Linked DNA regions of Rattus norvegicus: region 1 is linked to region 2. Evidence: chromatin contacts called from public Hi-C data. All regions are on one chromosome and are shown on one strand. The core of a region is the stretch at or near the end of the contact, and the rest is flanking DNA. Distances in the headings are between cores, read along the strand shown.

The links. Hi-C and Micro-C count contacts between places; a contact is called where the count stands out from the background.
Region 1: a contact with region 2 is called in a Hi-C map of liver, with 1.6 times the contacts expected there. The contact joins the enhancer-like site here to the promoter of Rin3 in region 2. A contact is called at or near these places in 3 of 12 Hi-C or Micro-C datasets (liver and psoas muscle).

Annotation. Positions count from the first base shown.
Region 1 is chr6:127,239,744-127,243,377 of GRCr8, forward strand. It overlaps Rin3 (Ras and Rab interactor 3), which reads left to right. Exons shown (of 10, transcript NM_001414929.1): 3 at 2,558-2,675. Among named protein-coding and RNA genes, the nearest start is that of Rin3, 45 kb to the left of the region's middle. Within about 2 kb of position 1,713, at least 10 of the 93 cell types and tissues checked have an H3K27ac peak or open chromatin away from gene starts, as enhancers often do.
Region 2 is chr6:127,194,230-127,198,009 of GRCr8, forward strand. Rin3 (Ras and Rab interactor 3) reads left to right here and starts at 2,420. Exons shown (of 10, transcript NM_001414929.1): 1 at 2,420-2,703. The coding sequence starts at 2,663.

The DNA of each region.
Region 1 (3,634 bases), core at 463-2,962, 45 kb after region 2:
AGAGAGGGCACGTGGCCTCCCTGACAGCCCAAAGCAGCTCTACATTGGAATCTACGTTGGCCCCGGGGGCTGTCACCACTGACTAGTTCAGAGATCAGATGGAGAAACCCTGGCTGTTCACAGAAGTTTGTCCCCAGTGTGGTGCACAGCTCAGTGCCCCACTTGGAAAGGGTGGGGGACGGGTTCCTAGTGGATTGTGTTGAGAGAAAGGTGAAAAGAGCCAGAGAAGCCAGACTGCTGACCCGAATGTCTGTCAAGTCTGGTTAGTGAGGATGCAGACCATTGAGGTCTGCTAGTGACCTGTTCAACCAGGGAAACCTCTCAGAAGCAGGCACCTTGGTAGTGTGGCCAGTCAGTAGTCACCCTGCTGAGTATCCAGGAGTGATCAGATGTCCTAGTGCCGGCTTCTGTCATCTGCTTTCCACACAGCTCACCCTGGCCTCTCTCCACTCAGAGCCAAGGCCTGAGGTCTGCAGCTTGTAATTAAGGAAGTCTGGTTTTCCTGCCCAGGAGCCCCCTGCACACCCTGTCACTTTTCTAGTTTACAGAGACTCATAGGAGGACAGAAACCCTAGAATTCCAACATGTGCTCCCAGATCTAGCCAGCTGCATTTTACAGGGGTCTCATTGCATAGGCAGGAATGAAATGGTACCCACCCCAACTCTGCTCATCGCCCCTAGGTCAGGGCAGGGCTGGTCTGAAATCCCTGTTCAGCCCTCCTCTGAAACCAAGGGCTCCTGTTAGCATAACACCATGCCTGGTCTGGAAAAGTTCTTACAAATGACAGATGCCCCTGCCTCAGGAAATTCCCAGGGTTTTGAAGCTCTGTACCAAGAACTGGAAACAAAGACCAGCTGTATTTCATATTATGGCACACCCACTCATACATTCATTGACATGCATTTCCTCCAGCCCCACTGGTTCCCACAGATCTGTGGGCAAAGAAGCAAGTTGATCTTGAACTTGTGGAGGAAACAAAGTAGCTTCATATTTGAGAGATATCCTTGGGACAGTTCAAGGTCAGTGTCTCAGCCATTGTCTCTAGGGAGTAAGGTCTAATGGAAGCATCTAGAAGCAAGGAAACAGACCAGCAACTCCTCTTCTCCCCCCTTCTGCTTCTGGTTCTCATGTTCTCTCCACCCTGCCCAGAGAAAGAGAGATACTGGTCTCCCATTTCCCACCTCAGCTAACTTCCACATGGGCCATGCATGCTCACAGCAAAGCAACCTTCAAGAGCATGGCGAGATGGTGGAACCTTCAAGAGCATGGCGAGATGGTTCCATCTTAAGAACCGGATTACCTGACTCTCCTCTGTTTCCTCATTACCACACCCCTAGTAGACTTAGTATGAGAAGTTGCAAGTTCAGGCTTGGGGCCAACTGGGGAGACAGTACATGCCAGCCGCCGAGGACCAGGAGTGGTGAGATCACTGTGAGTTTTATTGCAACCCTGCATTCATAGCTGCTGTGGACCAGAACAGTGAGCCCACTGTGTGTTTTATTAACGACACTACATTCATGCCTACGATGATCTGGCTGTGTCATGGTGGGATTAATAAGCAGTAGTTGTGGCAGCAGAACTGGGGACCTAAGGAGAGGTCTTCTCCAGAACCTCCCACACTCGGGGTCATGTCCTCACACTTGGGGATGTCCTGGGATCCCTGTGCTCCTGCCAACCTCAACCGCTTGGCCACATTCCTAGTCTTGGGATTTCTAGCTGAGCTGTTTGGGACCTGAGCCCAGGAGACAGAGTTCAGGGACAGAGTGAGTATGGAGGGAACGGGGACACTGACCAAGCACTTTCCTTCCCTTGATAGAATGTTCGAGGGAGTCAGAACATTCTAGAAAGTGTCATCTGGGGAGGAAGTGTGGCCTGGGAAGGACTTTATAAAGCAGCAGTTTGTAACAAAGGAGAGGCTTCTCCCTTCCATTGCACCTGGGAGGCCACGCCCCTGGGGACCACGACGGATAGAGCCACTCCATGATCGAAAGTGGTACAACCCAGGCAACTTAAGGAGACCTTGTCTCAAAATAAAGAACAATGAGTGGAAGGAAGGCTGGAGCATAGTAGAAGCACCCTGCTTAGCACACACGAGGACGTGCTCAATTGGTACCACGAGGTCCAAACAGAATATTAGCTACTTTCATTTTTACAAAAGGGAAAAAATGTCTAAATTTCCCGATAACCTATAATTGTTTTCAACATACTTCCCACCCCCTTCTCACCCCCTCCCCCAAAAGAGCTGGGTGCTAGAGAATGAATTGACATTCAACCAACTCCCAACTATGGAGGCTTTTCTGAGCCTGGATCCCAGACCACCCTCATACAGAATCCCACAGCTTCCCCATGCATCCACCATGCATGGGCTCAGTGTAAATGGAGACTTGGGGATCTCAAATTTGGATATGGGTCAGGTTCACTTTTCTCAAGGGATGAGTGACCACCTTCCCCAGATGTTTGCTTCAGATTCCTTCTGGATGATTTCCATCTTGCTGATGACCCCCTTGCCTCCGCCAAAGCCTCTGATTCACAGAGCCCCTGCTTCTGCTGTTTCAGATGTTCCTGGTGTGCCGGGACAGCAGCCTGAAGCGACTGGTGCTATGTGTCCACTTCCCTTCTCTGAAGAACACCTCGACTGAAGTTCTGGAGTACCCCATCAAAGAAGAAAAGTCTAGTAAGTTCTTACTTCACCTTCCCCACTCCAAGCCACAGCGGCAGAACGTGCGAGCTACAGACCCTACATTCTTTCCCCCATGAATGGGGAAAATCATTCTTAGGGTTGGCTCCAAGGTAGCACTTTGGATTAAGTAAGAGTTTAGGAGGATACCCATGTTGGTGTGTCTCCTGTGCCTTGTTTCAAAACATTAAGCAAAGTCACATTTACCATTCACTTTCTCTGTTCACAGCCTATATGTAGGCTCTGCTTCCCGGTAGCCATGGTCAAGTTCTCTCTCATTTGCTGAGCACAAAGAACAACAGAGAAAGAGGAGAAAATAAGATGTCTGGTCCTGGGTTCCAGTGACTTATTACTACATCCTCGAGCCATGATTTGCCATGTGTCATGTAGCTTCTCTGAAATTCAGCTTTCTCTTTCCATGGAATGAAACCAACAGTCACTATCCTATCTCTATCCCAGAGCCTTCGTTAGGGTCACATGGGCAAGCACTTCCAAAGGCAAAACTCCCGGGTGTACACAGGGCTACCAGAAGAGATATGGGTTTGTGGGGAAACTATTTGGAGGGTCTATAATCCAGGCTGGCCTCGAACTCATGCTCCCCCTAGCTCAACCTTTCCGCTGCTACTATGACAGGTGCAAACCACCATACCTGGATTCCATGGTGGCTTTGTACTATTAAAGACATCTTGGAGTTTGGACCTCTTCTGACCTATGCTCCCTTCTTTTGAACCATCTTCTGCCTCCTTTCAAAGACCATGTGTTCACGTGTTAGGTTTTGAACTAAGATGCCTGTGACAAGAATTCATAGACTATTCCAAGCACTAGCTGACACCCATAGAAACAATTCCAGGGTGTTCCCTGAAGCTCGTCACCCCAGGTCAACAGTAGAATGACAGTAAGTACAACCTGGGTGCCTGCTTTTCAAAACACTGAGAACCTACATGGATGAAGAATGG
Region 2 (3,780 bases), core at 1,170-3,669:
AGTGCCAGTAGGGCCTGGTGGGACCCTGAGAGGGTGGCTAGCAGCAGTAAGTGCATGGTGGAGAAGTTGTGTAGGTCAGAGTGGCTAAGGCTGCTCCCTGGAGACCACACTTTTCCTGCCTTTCAAGAAGAAAAACTAGTTTGATTGGGTTGCAATTCACCAACTTAAAGTGTATAATTTGATGGTTTTCAGTATAGCCACAAAGTTGTGCAATTGGTACCACAATCCATTTAAAAACATTGTCATCACCCCCAAAGAAACCCCATAGACACTGCCAGTTGCTCACTACCACTCTCCCCTCCCCCCACCTTCTAGCGAACACCAGTTTATTTTCTGTCTCTGTGAAATTGCCTACTCTGAGCACTTCATGCAAATGGAATGTGTGCTTAGCGACTGGCTTCTGTCGCTTAGCACGTTTTCAAGATTCATCTATGCAGAAGCACCCTGTTGTTGGGCTCCCATTCATTCTGTGGCTCGATAATATTCCCTGATTGAATAGCCCTCATCATATTTACCCTTATCATATCGAATTCATCAATCGATGAACGCTTGGTTGCTTCCACATACTAGCTACTGTGAATGGTTCGTATTTCTCTTCTCTTTCTCTTTTTCTTCTTCCTGTACTGAGCGGTTGAATGTAGGGCCTCCCACACACATGGCGGGCAAGCATTCTACCTCTGAGCTCCAGCTCTGCATAACAGAATAAGGCCGATATGAACAGCCATATACAAGGTTCTGCATGGACACACAATGGTAGATTGCCTTCATCTGTCAACTTGACACAACCTAGAATCACTGAGAAGAAACTCTCAGTAAGGGATTGTCTGCATTACGTCAGCCTGTGAGTATACTGGTGAGGGACTGTCTTACTTGAGTTATTGATGTGGGAAGACTCAACCCACTGTGGGCAGCACCATTCCCTGTGTAGGCTGTCCTGAGCTGTGTAAGAGTAGAGAAAGTGAGCTGATCGCTGATCATAAGCCAGGCAAACGTGGCCACATTCATTTCTCTTTTCTCGTGACTGGATGTCATGTGACCAGCTGTTTGACACCCTGCCTTGACTTCCCCACAATGATGAACTGTAACCTGGAATTGAAAGCTGAAATAACCCCCTTTGGTTATGTAATTTCATTCTCCGAGTTGCCAAAGCAGCTGCCCCATGTACGGTTCCCAGCGGGAGACTTTTTTATTGTTTATATTTCAAATGTTATCACCTTTCCTGGTTTCCCATCCATAAATCCCCTATCCCATCCCCCTCCCTCTGCTTCTATGAGGGTGTTCCCCCACCCACCCCTTCCCACCTCCCTGCCCTGACATTCCCCTACACTGGGACACTGATGCCCAACAAGGCCATCCTCTTCTACAAATGCAGCGGATGGTGGTTTAGTCCCTGGGAGCTCTGGTTGGTTGGTATTGTTGTTCTTACACGGTTGCAAACCTCTTCAGCTCCTTCAATCCTTTCTCTAACTCCTCCATTGGGGACCCCATTCTCAGTTCAATGTTTGGCTGCAAGGATCCTGGGGATCCATCCCATATTCAGCCACCAAACCCAGACAATATTGCTGATGCCAAGAAGTGCATGCTGACAGGAGCCTGATATATAGCTGTCTCCTGAGAGGTTCTGCCAGAGCTTGACAAATACAGCAGGAGACTGTTAATTATGTTTCTCTTCTTACTTCCACAGGCTGATTTGGAGGAAATGCCAAGAGAGAAGTGGTTGTGACAGGTGTGTGGACACTCTAGCATTAGAGTGTAATAATGGGCAGAAGCCAAGGACGTGGATGGAAACTGGGTTACTTCTAAAATGTACAAGACAAGACAGTCCCAAGCACACAACATTTCATCTGTCCCCAGTTGTCTAAATAATGCCCAGACTGAGAATGAATTAGACAAGGTGACATTTGAGGTGCGCTATTACCTGGTCTCACGGGCTTAGCTGGCTCAGGAGACATTTTTGAGTGTCTGGCACTTAAAGAAGAGGCCTCACACCTCGCAGCTGTTGTGTAAACTGGTAGGTTTTCTCCTTCAGCCTCTGTCTGGCTGTTGAATCTAGCACAGGTGCCTTAGATGTTAGGCTTGGTGCATGATATCTGCCTTGTTAAATAGTGAGCTTCTCAACAGAGGAGGCATCAAAGAGAGAGAGAGATAGCACGGCCACCTGTCGGGACGTGAAGGTGGTAGCCCGCCTTGGGAACAGGAGTGGGCGAGGGTCGTGGTTCCCCCTGGGATGTAAGAGGTCTCATTCGGGCCCTGGGCCTCGTCACCTGCCGGCCCTTAAGGGCCACGCTGCCCGGTGCCAACTTGGAAACTTTCCTGTGAGTTTTCCTCGCAGGCTCTGGGCGGCCACAGTTCGTGTTGTCCTCGACCCCGGCACCGCCCGCCTCCAGGCCCGGCCCCAGGGGCGCGGCCGGGCTTCCGCGCGCCCCAGGGGGCTCCCTGCTGCGAGCAGCCGCGGCCGAATGGCTTCTGACAAAAAACCCTTGACCACCAGGGCCGGCCTCTTCCTGCAAGCCCCGCGCGCTGCGATCCAGGAAGTGGAAGGCAGCGGCTCCGCGCTTCCCCACTGGGCGCGCGGCTGGCGGCGGCGGCCGGCCCGGCCCTCGGCGAGGGACAGCGCCAGCGCCACGCGGAGGTCGCCGCGTCCCCAATCGCCCGCCCCACAATGCGACGCGCCGAGGCTCCCGCGAGCGCCCACCCTGCCGGGTAAGTGGCAACCCGTGCCCGTCGCTCCCGAGGTGGCCCGCGTCCTGCCCTTTGCTCAGCTTGGTCCCCTAGAGCCCTGGGTGCCCCGGATAGTGCTCTGGGCTATGGGACATCGTGGGTGTCATGCTGAAATGAGCGCCCCCACCCCACCCCCCGCGCGATCCCCCAGTAGGGACCAAGACCGGACCTGGGTTCTGCAAGGAAAGGGGGCGGCCTTGGCGACTGCCGCACTTAGCCAAACTTTCAAACCCAGACTTTGTTAACTGGAAAAGCCGCGCACGCTGTGCGTCTGGGCGGGTTTGGTAAGAGTATGTTCGAGCCCAGGGTATCTGTGTAGACATGGCTCCAGCCAGGGCTGAACTTTGGATGCAAGCACTCGCTACCCCAGCCCAGTCAGCCCCATGCACCATGGTGCACCGCTGCTCTGCTTGAGCTCCAGCTTGCGTCCTTGGGTCCTGGGGCCAGGATGGGGGTGAGGAGTAGGGTAGTAGATAAGAAGCACTTAAAACTTTAGGCAGGCCCATCCAGCAGCTAACTTTCTGCCTGGATTGAGGCGCTGCCGGGATCCCATCTGCCACCCTGCTGAATCAGCTGGGGACAGTGACCTTTGGACTGGCCTTCACAGAGCCTGTGTGCGAGGAGGATCTAAGGTGCTTGGGTGCAAATGATTGGCGGGATCCCCCAGACGCAGATGCAGTATGAAGTGTGTGGAACTAAATGGCTTGGGGACAGCCATTCGGGAGGGATTCCTACTTTTGTGCTCTTCCCTACCCCACCCCACCCCCACCTCGAGACCTTGGCCACTGCCCAGAGCTGCACACCGCTGGGAATGTCCTGTCATCCCACCCAGTCATGAGAAGAGCTCAGGAAGGGTCAGCAGGAAGCAGTTTCTGTAAAAGCCAGGACTTTCTGAGGTGCAGCAGATGATAGGAGACTCTGGAGTACCATACTTTGTATTTCCGTTTAAAAGTCCCGGGCCTGGTCCCGAGTGAATTCCCGTGGCTGCCTGTTTTAATTCTGTGACCTCATCTCTTTGAGCCTCCACTCTTTGGAACAAAAAAGTTATCAGTACTCATC